3 separate regions of the Sus scrofa genome follow, and all the other regions are linked to region 1. A link is a contact called in public Hi-C and HiChIP or PLAC-seq data. All regions are on one chromosome and are shown on one strand. The core of a region is the stretch at or near the end of the contact, and the rest is flanking DNA. Distances in the headings are between cores, read along the strand shown.

Region 1 (4,381 bases), core at 619-3,118:
CAACCCTCTAAGTTCAGCACACCCTTGCCCCTCCCCTCCAGGACTCAGCCTTCTCAGGCTCTCTCACTACATGGTACTTCCAGATCAGCCTGTGGGCTCCCTCCAGGAGGCTGCAGTTAGATCTAGTTTTAGCAACTTTTTCTCCCCATAGCCCCTCTTCCCAGCCCGGTGTTTGTTGAATGAATAGGTGAACCAACTCATTTTAAGAAATTAACACATTGGCGGAAACCCTGTAACCTCCCAGCAGCCTGCAGTCCAGAGATTCTTCACTTTCATAAAGAGCCTGCAACAGCCAGTCCCTGGACAGACTGAAGCCAAAACCCCACAATTTCCTTAAATTGCGGGGGGATGGGGAGGTGCGAGGAACTGGAGGACGTGGAAGGAAAAGGGAGGCAGGGCCAGCACTACCTCACTGCTCCCTCAAAAAAGGTGGAACACCCTTATGCACATTCACACTCCAGATTTAGGGGTCAGGCCAGGAGAAAGGGGAGACAGTCTATTAACAACGCGCTCGGAACCGGTTAATACTCAGAACTTCCATAGTTTGGGATGGAGACCTGTTCTGAAATGATGTGGCCACAGGTTCTGCCTTTAAGTCGGTCCGACCACCCAAGCAGGGGCCAAGAAGCCCAGGAGTTCGGTGGCAAGGCTGGGGCCTAGTGAGAAGGCACGGAAACACCTCTCCCTCTTCTGCCGTCCCCCTGGGGTGCAGAGAAGGGTCGCGGAGGGAGTTTCTCTCCCGCTCGAGAGACAGCACTGTCTTTGGCTTTCAGCCTGCGGCCCCCACCGTCTGGGTATCTCCAGCTGCCCTCACCAGGCCCTCTCTGGTTCCCAAGAGCAAAAAGGAGCGGGGAGGAGGGGGCGAGAGTGTGGGTTTAACCACAAACGCTCCAGACGGCGTTCGTCTCTCACCTTAACTCCCCAGACAAGCTGTGCGCCCCAGCGGGAGGCTCCCACTGCGACTTAAACTCTGCGGCGGCCCTGCCACCTCGTGCCCCGGTTGCCCTGCCAAGCGTCCCGGGCGGCCGATCCCAAGTCGGCGTTGCCAGCGTTTGCCCAAGTCATCGGCAAGGCGCCCGGACGTCCAGGCAGCCCCCGACCTCGGGCCGGACTCCCTGCGCCAGACGCGGCTTACCTGCTTACATGGCCCCGTCGGTGCCCCGGAGACCCGCGCGGAAAAGCTGTCCTCCGCGGCGGCCGGCGGCGGCGGAGCCCCAATTCCCCCAAGAAATTGATTCCAGTGGCTGGCGGAGAAGGGGCGGAGGGAAGAAGCCGGAGGAGGCGAAAGGGGAGGGAGGTTTCCGCCGCGATCCCGGCGCGAGAGTTGGCGCAGGGGCACCGGGAGAAGGGGGAAAGCAGAACCAGCCCGGATCGCGGCTGTCCCGCGGGAGGGGGGCCGGGACGAGGAGGCCGGGGAGGATGGGCGGGTGGCAGGCGAAGATCGCCAAGGGGCCACTTCGTGGCGTCCGTTCCCCGAGGACCAGCGCCGGGAGGGCAGGCAGCGGAGCGAGGAGGAGCACAGCAACCTGCCTTCGCAGTGTGCCCGCCGCGCCCGCCCAGGGGAGAAAAAGTTGGGACGAACTTTCAGGGGCCGGGAGAGCCAGAGCGGCAGGAAATGCGAGCGGCCGGGAGAGGAGGGAGGAAGGGGCCGTGCGAGTGGGAGGGGACGGAGCAGGCGCCGGCGGCCGCGGCTCCCCCACCCCCAGGTCCGGCTCCGCGGCTCCCGGGCGGCGCGGGGGGGTGCAGGGCGCGCGCCGGGGGCGGGGAGGAATGCGGCCCGGCGGGCGCGCGCGGGGGCGCCCGGGGCGGGCGGGGGGGGAGGTAGGCGCGGAGCCGGGAGCCCCAGCTCCCCAGCCGCGGGCGAGCGTCCTTGGGGACGTCACAGCGCTGGAATCCGAGGAATGCCGGGCTGCTGGAGCTCCTTCTGCAGGCCCCGGGGAAGTCGCGCACTTTGAATGTGGTGGCTTTGGAGAAGGTTTTCAAAGGTGACGGCTGAACCGGGAGGACGGGATGCAACCCCCCGGGGTACGAGAGTGGGCGTGGGGAAGCCAGAGCCACCGCCGCGACCCCACCCAGCGCCTCTGAGCGCGGGGCCGAAAGCGGGAAGCAGGAAAAATCCCACCGAGATCTCCGCAGCCCTCCGAGGCGGGGCAGCGGCAGGAACTTGCCCTCTCAGCCCTGGAGCTAAGAAAGGCAGTCCTTCTTACTAGGGGAAACCCTCCGAGCAGGACGTCCCCGTGCAGCCACGTCGCAGGGAAAGACCAGGAGAAACGAGAGTGGCTTCACCGAGCGAGCAGTCTGTCCAGCCCACCCGGAATCTCTGGGTACGGGCCTGGGGTTTTAGCAACCCCCGACCCCCTCCAGGGATAGCAAAAGCCGTTACAGCACGCAGGGAGTTAGACTCTGTCGCTTCCCCGGTTCTCTCCTGCCACAGAAGCGCCCCACCCAGCCTGGGTGGGCACAGGGGGGGAACTTCCTTAGCATTTTCCGAGGTGGAGTTAATGAGAGGCAGCTGGTAAGATGGACCAGGCACGGAGCCAGGCGAGGGAACCCGGGTTTGGGGACCTGCTCTGCCAGGGACCGGCCGGGGTGTGTCCCAGTCCCTGAAAGCCTTGACCTCTGTGGCTGCACAAGCAAAGGATTTGCCCTTTTTTTTTTCCTATGGTCCTTTGCATTGCAAAAGTCTGCTACCTTACTCAGCCCCAGTCCTTTCAACGTTTCTTATGTTGAATAGGGCTCTTGAAGTCATTGCCACTGATGATGTTGTCCCAAATTCCTTCATGTCCCACAACGCTGGGTCTCTTGCGGAAGAGAACTGGAAACCCCAAAGCAGAGCCTCTTAGATCCATCAGGTACAAATCTGTGGTCACCACACTGACATCTTTGAGCAATTGCCCATCTCCATATCTACGAAGAAGCAAAGACCATAAAGGGCTGGAAGGAAGAGGCTGAAGGGAATTAAAATCATTTTCTCCGGGATTTCTCTTATGACGCAGCAAGTTAAGGATCTGGTGGTGTCACTGCAGGGGCCTGGGTTGCTGCTGTGGTGCAGGTTCAATCTCGACCCTGGGCGCGGCCCAAAAAATGGAAAAAAATATATCCGTTTCAACAACTTTCAAGGAAATAGCTGAATAGCTTCAAAATGGACTTCCTGGATGTCCACAGAAAATGAGGGAGTGCCTTACCGTGTACCAGGAAGTATGGAAAGCACTTTAGATGCTCTTGCATTTTTTTCCCCATTTTCTGGATGAGGAAAATGAGGTGTAAAGAAATTATCACCAAAGGTCACACAGCAAGAAAAATATGCTAGTGGACCCTACTCTGTCTGCCTCCCAAATGCAAGCTTATAACCCTTCCAAATGTAACCAAAACAGGATTACGATTAAAGATAAGGAAGTACCTGCAGGCTGTCAAAGCGGGAGAGGTGACAGATCTTTTGGGGTCTTCGAGGAAAGGAAGTGACATTTGTGTCTTGTCGCTCCAAAGTCACTGTGACACCATCCTCTGGAGCTCAGGAAGCTGAGACAGTCTTGGTGTGGAAGAGAAAGAACTTGAATGCAGACATCGGGTCTGGTTCTGCCTTTGACCAGCCCTGTGACCCTGAGCAGACCCCTTTAGTTTTTAAGTGGAGAGCGACACGGAGGTCCGTGGTTGGTTGAATGAGTTCATCTCCGGGGGACTTTGCCAGTCTGAACTGGGCTGCAGGTGTATACTCCTCCAGGCAGATGGCATGCCTGTGGAGAGAGCTAAGTGATAAAGCCAGGAGGTCTTGAGGAAAAGACTCTTTTCATACTGCCCTCAGAATCAAAATGAATGTGTTGCCGAGTGTTCAACGGCAAAACAAAAAATAAAAACAAAAAACCCAGGAAACCACCAGATAAGATTTAGTGCTACTCCTGTGGACTCATTTTTATTTTAAATAATTGCACTCCTTTTTTTTTTTTTTTTTTTTTTTTTTTTTTTTTTTTTTTTTGTCTTTGCTAGGGCCGCTCCCACGGCATATGGAGGTTCCCAGGCTAGGGGTCTAATCAGAGCTGTCACCACCAGCCTACACCAGAGCCACAGCAACTCGAGATCCAAGCTGCGTCTGTGACCTACACCACAGCTCACGGCAATGCCAGATCCTTAACCCACTGATCGAGGCCAGGGATCGAACCCGCAACCTCATGGTTCCTAGTTGGATTCGTTAACCACTGAGCCATGATGGTAACTCCAAATAATTGTACTTCTTAACAACAAAAACAACCTCACATATTATTAATTTAAAAGCCCATTTAAAAAAAGCCCATAAAGTGCATCTGACCAGCCACATGTCTCTTTCTTTAGAATAGATCCCAGAAAGGCAATACCAATAGGACTTTCTAAGATAGGCAGTCCAACC
Region 2 (4,722 bases), core at 389-2,888, 130 kb before region 1:
GCCAGCCTGTCTTCCATTCCAAGGGGGAAGAGACAGCCAGTCTGCACATGGTGCGTGTCAAGAATCTCGGATTCCACGTTTTCATTCAGCAAGCCAAGAGCTCCCACGAAAATGCTTTACATTAGCACCTTTGTTTCAGGGAGTGTGCACCCTAACAAGCAGGAGTTAACAGCCTTACTTAAACAACAGATCAAGGTCTACAAACGTGATCTAATGATGCACACTCTCAGCCTATTTCCTGGGAGAGAGCATGGTAAAAATCTGAAGGAGGAGAGAAAACACGGGCTTCAGAAGCTTTCTTCCGGTGAAGCTACAGCACCTGTTTCCTGTGGTGTCCTCTACGCGTCCTTCAAGGTTCATCCTGGGCACCCTCACCCTCACCCTCTGCCATGCTCTTTCCCTGTCCCCAGCCTGCTTCTGGGTTTTCCTTTGGCACCAGTCAGAGGTGCCCTCATTCATGTGAGGTAATGTTGCCTTCAAGAGACTTGAGGAACTACCTGGAGACTTTTGTGGAGGCTCTTTTATATTTATAACCCAGCCGATTCATGGGCAGGAGCACATCCTCTGGTGGAAACCCAGGCAAGAAAGGGGTCCTCAGTCAAAGATCTTTTAGGTGCCAAAACACCTGAAGATCTGTGAAAGCAGACAGGTCTTTGGAGAGGAACCACTTAGAATCTGAAGATCATACATTCAAAACTGGGGGAAGAAGAAGAAAAGAGGGATGAGGAAAAGTCTTAGCTCCATCCTCCTGCCAGAGGATGCCGTTGTGTCTTTCTTCAGAAAAGTTAAAGGATGTTAAATAACAAAACAACAACAAAAATCAACCAAAGAACTTAAAAACAGAATCTCAGGATGGGCAAGAAAGTTAATGTTTATTGGAGAGAGATACAATGGGATTCTCAAAACAGCAGCAAGAACAGCACACACAGAAAAACCCAAAACCCTCCAAACCAACCAGAAGACACAATTTCAAGGTAGTGAAGTGATGAAAGGTTCACTCCTCCTATTCATACAATGTTGGCAACTCTTCCGTATGCATTCATTCCTTCCCATCCCAAGGGGCTTCCAATTATTTTCTGCTCTACAAGCTCAGGAGACACATGGGTCTTAATGCATATTCATTAAACACTTCCTGAATGTCCATACTGGCTAGACACCGAGGACATCCTGCAGAAGTCCAAGATAGCCTCTGCCCCACAGGGATGCTTACCAGCTCTTGGACCACTGCTGCCATGTTCCTCACCCCAGTGCATCATCAAGGGTTCAATGTTTCAGAACCAACAAGTAAAGTATTTTAAAAGGTGTTGCCTTAGCATTATCTACCATAGCCAGAGCTTTTTTCTATGTCACCCTGGAGACAAAAATGACTTGGGACATACAAAACATAGGATCCAGCAAAGCAATAGTTGTAGTTTTCTTACCCTGCTGATGCCAACTTTCATCTGCCATTACCACTTCCATGAAATGTAAGAGCAATTCTATTACAGATCCACCCATTCTAGGCAACAAGGAATCCCAGCCCACTAGCAAGGAACACCAAGGCTATTCCTGGTCATTTAGGCTATATATGGGCTTGCACTGGGAAACGAAGCCAAGGAGCTGAAGAAGGCAGTGCTCCTTCCTGGAAGCCATCCAGACTAAGGAATCTCAACAGCGTTAGTGACATGGTGCTATTACCATCGGAGATTGTGGATGTTACTACATGAGCCCACAGACACGGCAATGAAATCTGGACCATGGTGGAAATTTTTTGCTACATTTCTGCTCAAAAGGCACTTTTTATAAAATAATAATTCTATCCTATGTGAAGACCAAATTAGAGAAGATGAGCCAAAATTCTACTTCTAGAATGTTTGGGGTTTGCTTATTTCTGATTAGAGATTCAATTCTAACAGCAGTAAAATATAACAGTGATTCCTATTTTGGAAACGTGCAATTTCATGGAAGTATACTCCGCTCCACCCTGTCATAGCTTTGGGTGGAGGGGAAAAGAAAAAAAAAAAAAAAAAAAACAATCCTCATGCCAGGAAAGTAAGTATCTGCCAACTTTCCAAAGGGATCCTCTTTGAAAACCCAAGCCCGCAAGGAAAATTTTAAAATATTTTTTTAATCTATTCAAAGACTTGGAAATAGTCCATCAGACTGCTGAGGTCCAATGAATGGTTTTAGGTGATGATTTTGCTCGCCCTCTAAAAATTGGTGCACATAATTATGCTTGTTGAATAAGGGTAGCATTTCTATTTTCAAAGCTTTTTTTTGTTTTGAATCTCCAGAGCAGATTAATTTGTGGGTTAAATGCAGGTTTCTCTGGGTGAAACAGCAAAGGCTTCCTGATACTCAGTGCTGTTAAACATCAGCCCTGGGAGTTCCTGCTGTGGTGCAACACCAGGACTCAGGTTCAATCCCTGGCCTTGCAACAGTGGGTTAAAGGATCTGGCATTGTCACAGCTGCGATGTAGGGTACAACTGTGGCTCGAATCTGATCCCTGACCCAGGAACTACACATGCCACAGGAAAGCCAAAAAGAAAAAAAAAAAAAGCAACCAAAAACCAAAAGCCATCACCCCTGAAAACTAAGCCTATGGACCCATCCCTAGAAGTCTCATCTATCTGGAATATTTCTGACTTCAAGAAAATAAATGACTTTTCTGTGTTCCTTCCTCCCCCTAAAATTTTGACAAGGAGGTTTGAAAAAAATTCCATACTGAGTTAAACCAACAAAGCATTCAGTCCTTCTGCCACGAGTATCAAAGGACTCTTTCAAAATTTCAGCCCATAGCATTATCCCCAATGCTTATAGGCGCACTTGCTAAGATCCCTCATCTCTGATTTTAATTCATATATGAGGACTTCAGGCACTTAGGCAACGACGTTTCCCTTGTAGGTCTGCTAATTCCGCTCAGATTGGGAAGTTCCATGCAGTGTTCTGGAAAGTATGGACTGCACGGCCACAGAACCACACATAGAGAGAACAGAGAGGCCGAGGACGTGCTGCTTTAAAAATATCCTGTGCCCCCCCCCCCCACCAAAACACACAAATGAAATATTCATTCCAAGGCCAGCACAGCGGAAATCCCTCAAACAGAGAATAGCCTTGAAAGTCTGAAAGCTTTAACATGTGATTTTGGTCATGCTTGTACCCAAGGACTCAACATCCTCGGCCTAAGTTGTGGGATGGTGGCGACAGGAGACTGGCAGGCCATTACCAATGCTCCAAATGCCTGTTGCCGCTCCCCCAGGACCTCGCCTCCACGTCACAGCCACCTACTGCATTCAATCTGCAGTTAGCATTGGGGTCAGTGAAATGGAGGTGGAAGTGACAGGGACAATCCCAAGAAGAAGCCTTCCGAGCCCGCGCCTGGCTCCCGACGCAGTTTCCCTCTGCCCCGAGGCCTGCAGGTCCTGCTGCCTGGTTAGCCTGCATCCAGGGGAAGGAAGGCAGGTGACATAGTGGACACGTAAGGTGGGCAAGAAACCAGCCTACGGTTTTGAAAGCCAGTGGAGAGCTGGAGGTCATATGCTGTGGTGGCAAGACTTAGCCTAAGCTATTGAATAAGGGAAGGATTTCAAAAGAGAAAAAACTCTGTCGATGATAATATAAGAAAATAGAATGTGTACATGTATGCGTAACTGGGTCACCATGCTGTACAGTAGGGGGAAAAAAATTGTATTGAGAAAAAAAATTAAAAAAAAAAAAATTCTGTTGAGGGAGGAGAATGACCTGCCCAAGGTAACACTGCCACCAAAGGCAGGGCCAGACCGAGCAGGGCTTGGCGCTCCTTTTCTGTGCAGCAACCACGGAAGCGATGGTTGGATTCCCAGCCACCGTGGGCAGGTCATCAATTTCACTGAAGTCTAAAAGCAGAAATGAAAATACAAACACCACTGCGGAGTGGTTTTCATGACCCAGCGCTCCCAAGAAAGGGATTCTATAACCAAGCTGCCCTCCCTCCCCAGTCACGTCTGCACCACAACACATGACACAAACAATGACGTAGAAGCTTTTCTATAAAAACTCTTAGGTGATGTGTTTCAGAGCTCGGCCCATGGGTTATTTAGATCTGTTTTTTTCTCCCAGCAGCAGCCTCTGCGATGATTTACTTTCCCTCCCTAGAGGTACTAGGAAGGGAAAGGAGACAGCTACACATTCTAACGCCTCGCTGACAACTTCATAACACGCATAGAGGCGAGAAAAGTAAAATCTAGAGATTGGGGTCTCCACTCATAAGCTCCTACCTAGAAGGAGAGGCTATGCCCTAAGGCAGCTGCAAACCGGGCCCTTGAATTCATATGTTTCCATGTGCAAAGTATTTATGTTTTTAAGATTTTTATTTTTTCTGTTATAGTTGATTTATAATGTTCTGTCAATTTCTGCTGTACAGCAAAGTGACCCAGTCATACACACACACACACACACACACACACACACATACACACACACACATTTTCTCACATTATCTAGAAAACTCTAAGGACGCCACCAAAAAACTACTCAAACTGATTAACAAATTCAGCAAAGTAACAGGATATAAGGTTAACACTCAGAAATCAGATGCATTTCTGTATACTAACGATGAAATATTAGAAAGGGAACACCAAAAATACAATACTTTTTAAAATCGCACCCCCAAAAATTAAATACTTAGGAATAAACCTAACTAAGGAGGTGAAAGACTTACATGTTGAGAACTGTAAAACATTAATCAAGGAAATTAAAGAGGA
Region 3 (4,593 bases), core at 1,426-3,925, 170 kb before region 1:
TCCGGTAGAGCCGCGGTGCTGAAAACGCCGTTGGCCTTTTTCTTGGGAATTTGCTCGTACTCTGTGAACACCATCCCCTCGTCCAGCTTCTTCTTCAGGGTTCTGAACTGCAACAGAAACTGGTCTTCAGCTCTCCGAATGGCCTTAGCCCAAGCCTCGGACGAAACCCCCCAGATTCCCTAAAATATTGCCAAGGAAAGTGTGTGTTAAGGAGTTTCAGGATGTACAACGAAGGCTTGACCATTTGGGCTCACTGTTCACCACAGGGCTAGTTTCTCTGGTCCAACAGCAACCACCTTCTCCGTCATCCCTTAAACAGAACACATCTGCAAGACCAGGCAAGAGCTAAAGCTCAAAATCAGTGTTTTTTTTTAAATGAGCATCTCTGTTTAAAGGTCCAGTGATAAGGAGACGGTGAATCATTATCCAAACATCCTTTTCGCCACTGACATAACTATTTTCACTGTATTTTAAGATACACTGGCCCACGGTTCTCTAGGTCTAAGGATTAGATGCCCCCTCTCCCCACTCCCCAGGCCAAGTGAGTGATTACAATAACACGGTATTAATCGGAGGAAACGATTCCTCTTAAAGACCCTTCTGGCTCTGAGAGCATTCTGATACTTCATATATGCTGGCAAAAACTGACAACCTCATCTTGTTCGCAACCTGTTTCTTAACCTGACAGCAATTTCAAGAGCTAAAGGAACACGTTTCTTCCTCTGAAGGAAGACTACCATGCAACCTCTGTTTGCTTTCCAAAACCCAAGTTCTCACAGTGCATTACCCTAACAATTATACATCAGCCATATGTTATAGCCACGTAAAGGGCCATAAAAGAATCCTATAAATGCGTGTGCAAAATAATCAAAAAGAATCACCCCAATAAAGGGTATGTGTCCCCCCGCCCCCGCCCAGAGAGCATAGCAATGGAGAGCTACAGCAATAGTTTTGTGAGAAAAAGAAAGAGGCCCAGAGAAATTGAGTGACTGGACCAAGGCCACACAGCTCGTTAGGGGCAGGGCTCTTCAGGTGGTGTCATTGACCCAACCTGACCAAAACCCCATGAGATGTTGGAAAGGATCAATTTTGTGCAGCACAGACCAGGTCTCACTCACCTTCAACGTGAAGAATGAATCCGTCAGAGAAACCTTGGTGCCGGCATGTCTGAACAAGGAGAGAGTGCTGGAATCCAAAGACCCCAGAGAATGAGTCACGTGTTTGACGAGCCCAGCGCTTACCCTCTCGTCCATGGGAACGCGAGCGGCATCAACGCGGCTCTCTTCCCTCCCCGAGCCCCGAGCAACTGAGAGTCCGTTCAACGCTGCCAACATCAGTGGCCTCTTCTGCGCCTCCAGGCCTGCCATCTTCTGCTTCTCTAGATTCTTGCGGCAAGAAAAGGCATGTTTTCATTGTTTGTAATAGCAGGAGAATGCTGGAATGTGTTTTAATCTCCCCAAATCTGCAACTCCCCAGCCAAGGAATGCAGACAATCACCATTAGCGGGGCACATTCAAACACAGCCTTCCCACGGCTCCTCCAGGCCTCCTGAGCTTTTATTTTAAAATGTTGGAAGGAACAAACACACAAACAAACAAGAGCAAAGACTCCCTACAAACACACCCTGCCACGGGGCTCACAGAAAAACAATGCAGAGTGAGACACTTGAGGAAGATGAAGGCTGAAGATGAGACAAGGGAAAGAGAAACGGTTTCAAACCTTATCACAGTGATGGACCTTTTATGCAGAGGAAAGGGTTAAAACCTTATAAAAACTATGTGTTGCTCTTTGAAGACGTGAGATACATACATAAGTGGAGAAAAACCTTCCCAAGTTTCCACTAGAGGGGCTAAGACTGTATTGAATCTGGTCCCCAGGAAATCCTAGCCCCAGAACGAGGGCCAATGTGGTTTAGCAAACTCGCTAATACCCAAGCCTGGGCCCACCTGAGATGACCCAGCTGGCATTACCCCTCCTGCTCCATCCAGCGGGCCCGAAGGAATGCAGAGCATGACCCCTGAGGGCCACAGTGGGCATCACCAGATGTGACTGAGCTGTGGGAGAATACGGACCCGAGGCAGAGCAGAGAGACCACACTGGGAAATGCTCAGAGGCTCACACCTGGCCCTTGCTTGTGGCGGTCTGACTCCTCTCTCTCCTCACCTGCAGACGCCCCGAAACGGGATCAGTGGGCGCCCCGGGTGTTTGGTCTCACGTCCTCTCTGCTGATGGAGGTATGAACGAATCTCCATTTACTCACTTCAGGCAAGGAGCATTCCCCCCGTCCCCAGCACATCATTTTGGCTTACAAGACAGAAGAACACAGGGACTTCATAAAGCATGCCAACAGATGGGTCCTGCAGAGTTTAAGAGTCTGATCCACACGGAAGTGAAGCCAATTTGCGGGGTCCTTTGGGTTCCACGGAGGAGGGAGTCATCCTACCCCTGGTTTCTCATCACACCTTCAGGCACCTTTTTTTTTTCTTTGTCATTTAAAAGTTTACTCCCCAGGAGTTCCTGCTGCGGCGCAGTGGGTTAAGAATCCAACTGCAGCAACCTGAGTCCTCACCGGGGACCACCTCTGGGATTTGGCTGCGTTCAGCATTTCTGGTAGAGCCGCTGTGCTGCAAATGCCCTTTGCCTTTTTCTTTGGAATTTGCTTACACTCTGTGAACACCATTCCCACATGTGGGATCCCTGGCCCGGCGCCGTGGGTTAAAGGATCCAGCAGTGCCGCAGCTGTGGCTCGCATTCAATCCCTGGCCTGGGAACTTCCAAAGACACTGCAGGTACAGCCATAAAAACAAACCAATAGAAATTAAACATTAAAATTTCCTCGCCAGAGAAGCATCTTGACAAGACCATGGTGTTGGTAGATGACAGAGTGGATGATTCTAACCGTGGGTGGAGGGGATTGTGTTATACCCCCCGCAAGCGTCCCTACTTCCCCTCAAGGCACCTACAGTCAGAATGGAGCCCTGGCCTTTGTGAGTGATCCTGTCCGTGAGATGCTTCGTCCAGTGACGGGGCTGAGCCCCATCAGATACAAGGGGCATCTCAGAGGAGGATGAACTATGAGAAAGGGGAAAAGTGCCAATATCGACAAAAAAGTATAATATTCTTAAGAACTGCCCTGGTTTCTCAATCCCAGGCAGCTGTTGAGAATCTGGGGGGTTTTGTTACTTTATTTGCTTATGAGTTTGCTTTTGTGAAGGAGAATCCCACCCCCCACCCCCGTTATCTCTTTAAGCATCTGTTTCACTCATCTCCAAAGTTTTGAGAAAACACTAACTTCGAGGGGGAGGAATGGTTCTAAGGCCCTCCTGACAGTCCTCCAGCTTCCTTCTCACCCCCACCGTAAGGTGACCCCAACTGAGCCCGAAGCAAAAGGCAGCTTGTCTTTCTCTTAGCAGTTCCTCACTTACCCTATCAGCTTATTACCAGAGATAAAAAAAAATAATAATTCATTCAAAGATGTGATCTGGCCTTTTCTCTTCCCTGTACCTGATTTTGAGTTAGGGGACTCCAGACACTGAAGTGTCTTCAAGCAGCCTTAAGAGCCAGAAGAAGGAGGTGTTAAGACAACAGGCCTGAATCGTCCATCAATTGGACAAGCAGCTCCAGAATTGCGGAGAGGTGCCTGCAGGGCAAATTCCCACCATGGCTGCCCCTCCAGTTCCACTGAGTTACACGTTCTCATTGCCTTCTTATGCTACAGAGGCCCTGACAGCCTCCTCTGGGAGGGCAGACAGCATCTGAGATGTGGGGAGGGCATGGCACCGTTTCTTTCTTTTTGCTTTTTAGGGCCGCACCTGCGGCACATGGAGGTTCCCAGGCTAGGGGTCCGTCCAATCAGAGCTACAGCTTCCGGCCTACACCACAGCCACGGTAACCCCAGATCTGAGCTGTGACTGCAAGCTACACCGCAGCTCACAGCTACTCAAGATCCCTAACCCACTGAGCGAGGCCAGGGATCAAACCCACAACCTCTTGGTTCCTAGTTGGATTTGTTTCCGCTGCGCCACAACAGGAACTCCGCAGTGAGTTTCTTGATTAAAGAAAACAAAGACCCATTCCAAGCTTCAGGGACAGTGGCACTGCCGCCATCCTGCCTGGCACACTGGAGCCACTGGCCCCCTGAAGAGCCTCTGAGACCTGCTCTGAGGTCGAGATGCCAGCCAAGGGTGGCAGTCCTTGAGCTCACAAGTGCGTAGAATTTGGGGAAAAGTCAGGGAGGTGCCATAGGGATGGGTACTGGCATTCCTGCCCTAGCGAGGGGTAATATCAACTAGTCTCTATTCCCCAAATGGATGAGATGGGAAAGCACATGCGACAAACAGTGGAAAAGGCTCCCGCTCCTTGGTGACAATGCATGAAGCTGACGTAGGGCGCCAGGGCTCTGAATTTAGTTAGCCATAGGCTTTTGTTTCATACAGGTAACCAGAGAAGAGGATGAAGACAACCAAAATGAGGCTAGGGGACCAAGTAGGTGGCAAGAAATAGGCAAGAGGCAGGGTAATTAGCAAAGCTGAATGACTAGATTGATGAGATTGACAGGTTCTCAATGCAGAGTTGTGTCAAAGGGCCTGAGGC

The links. A called contact is a pair of places that touch in the nucleus more often than the background predicts. HiChIP or PLAC-seq counts read pairs in DNA pulled down with a chosen protein or histone mark.
Region 2: a contact with region 1 is called in an H3K27ac HiChIP or PLAC-seq map of skeletal muscle. The contact joins two enhancer-like sites. A contact is called at or near these places in 2 of 47 Hi-C or Micro-C datasets (embryonic fibroblasts and skeletal muscle) and 1 of 2 datasets of contacts at active chromatin or transcription factors (skeletal muscle).
Region 3: a Hi-C map of liver shows a contact between it and region 1, with 13 times the contacts expected there. The contact joins two enhancer-like sites. A contact is called at or near these places in 3 of 47 Hi-C or Micro-C datasets (heart right ventricle, liver and skeletal muscle).

Annotation. Positions count from the first base shown.
Region 1 is chr9:129,052,923-129,057,303 of Sscrofa11.1, reverse strand. No RefSeq gene overlaps it. Among named protein-coding and RNA genes, the nearest start is that of CENPF, 43 kb to the right of the region's middle. Within about 2 kb of position 1,868, at least 58 of the 83 cell types and tissues checked have an H3K27ac peak or open chromatin away from gene starts, as enhancers often do. A contact at or near this core is called in liver and skeletal muscle, where this site is marked.
Region 2 is chr9:129,180,542-129,185,263 of Sscrofa11.1, reverse strand. All of the region lies in intron 4 of PTPN14 (tyrosine-protein phosphatase non-receptor type 14), which reads right to left. Among named protein-coding and RNA genes, the nearest start is that of PTPN14, 68 kb to the right of the region's middle. Within about 2 kb of position 1,638, at least 10 of the 83 cell types and tissues checked have an H3K27ac peak or open chromatin away from gene starts, as enhancers often do. A contact at or near this core is called in skeletal muscle, where this site is marked.
Region 3 is chr9:129,218,768-129,223,360 of Sscrofa11.1, reverse strand. It overlaps PTPN14 (tyrosine-protein phosphatase non-receptor type 14), which reads right to left. Exons shown (of 21, transcript XM_003130398.6): 16 at 1,242-1,385; 17 at 1-107. Among named protein-coding and RNA genes, the nearest start is that of SMYD2, 95 kb to the left of the region's middle. Within about 2 kb of position 2,675, at least 5 of the 83 cell types and tissues checked have an H3K27ac peak or open chromatin away from gene starts, as enhancers often do. A contact at or near this core is called in liver, where this site is marked.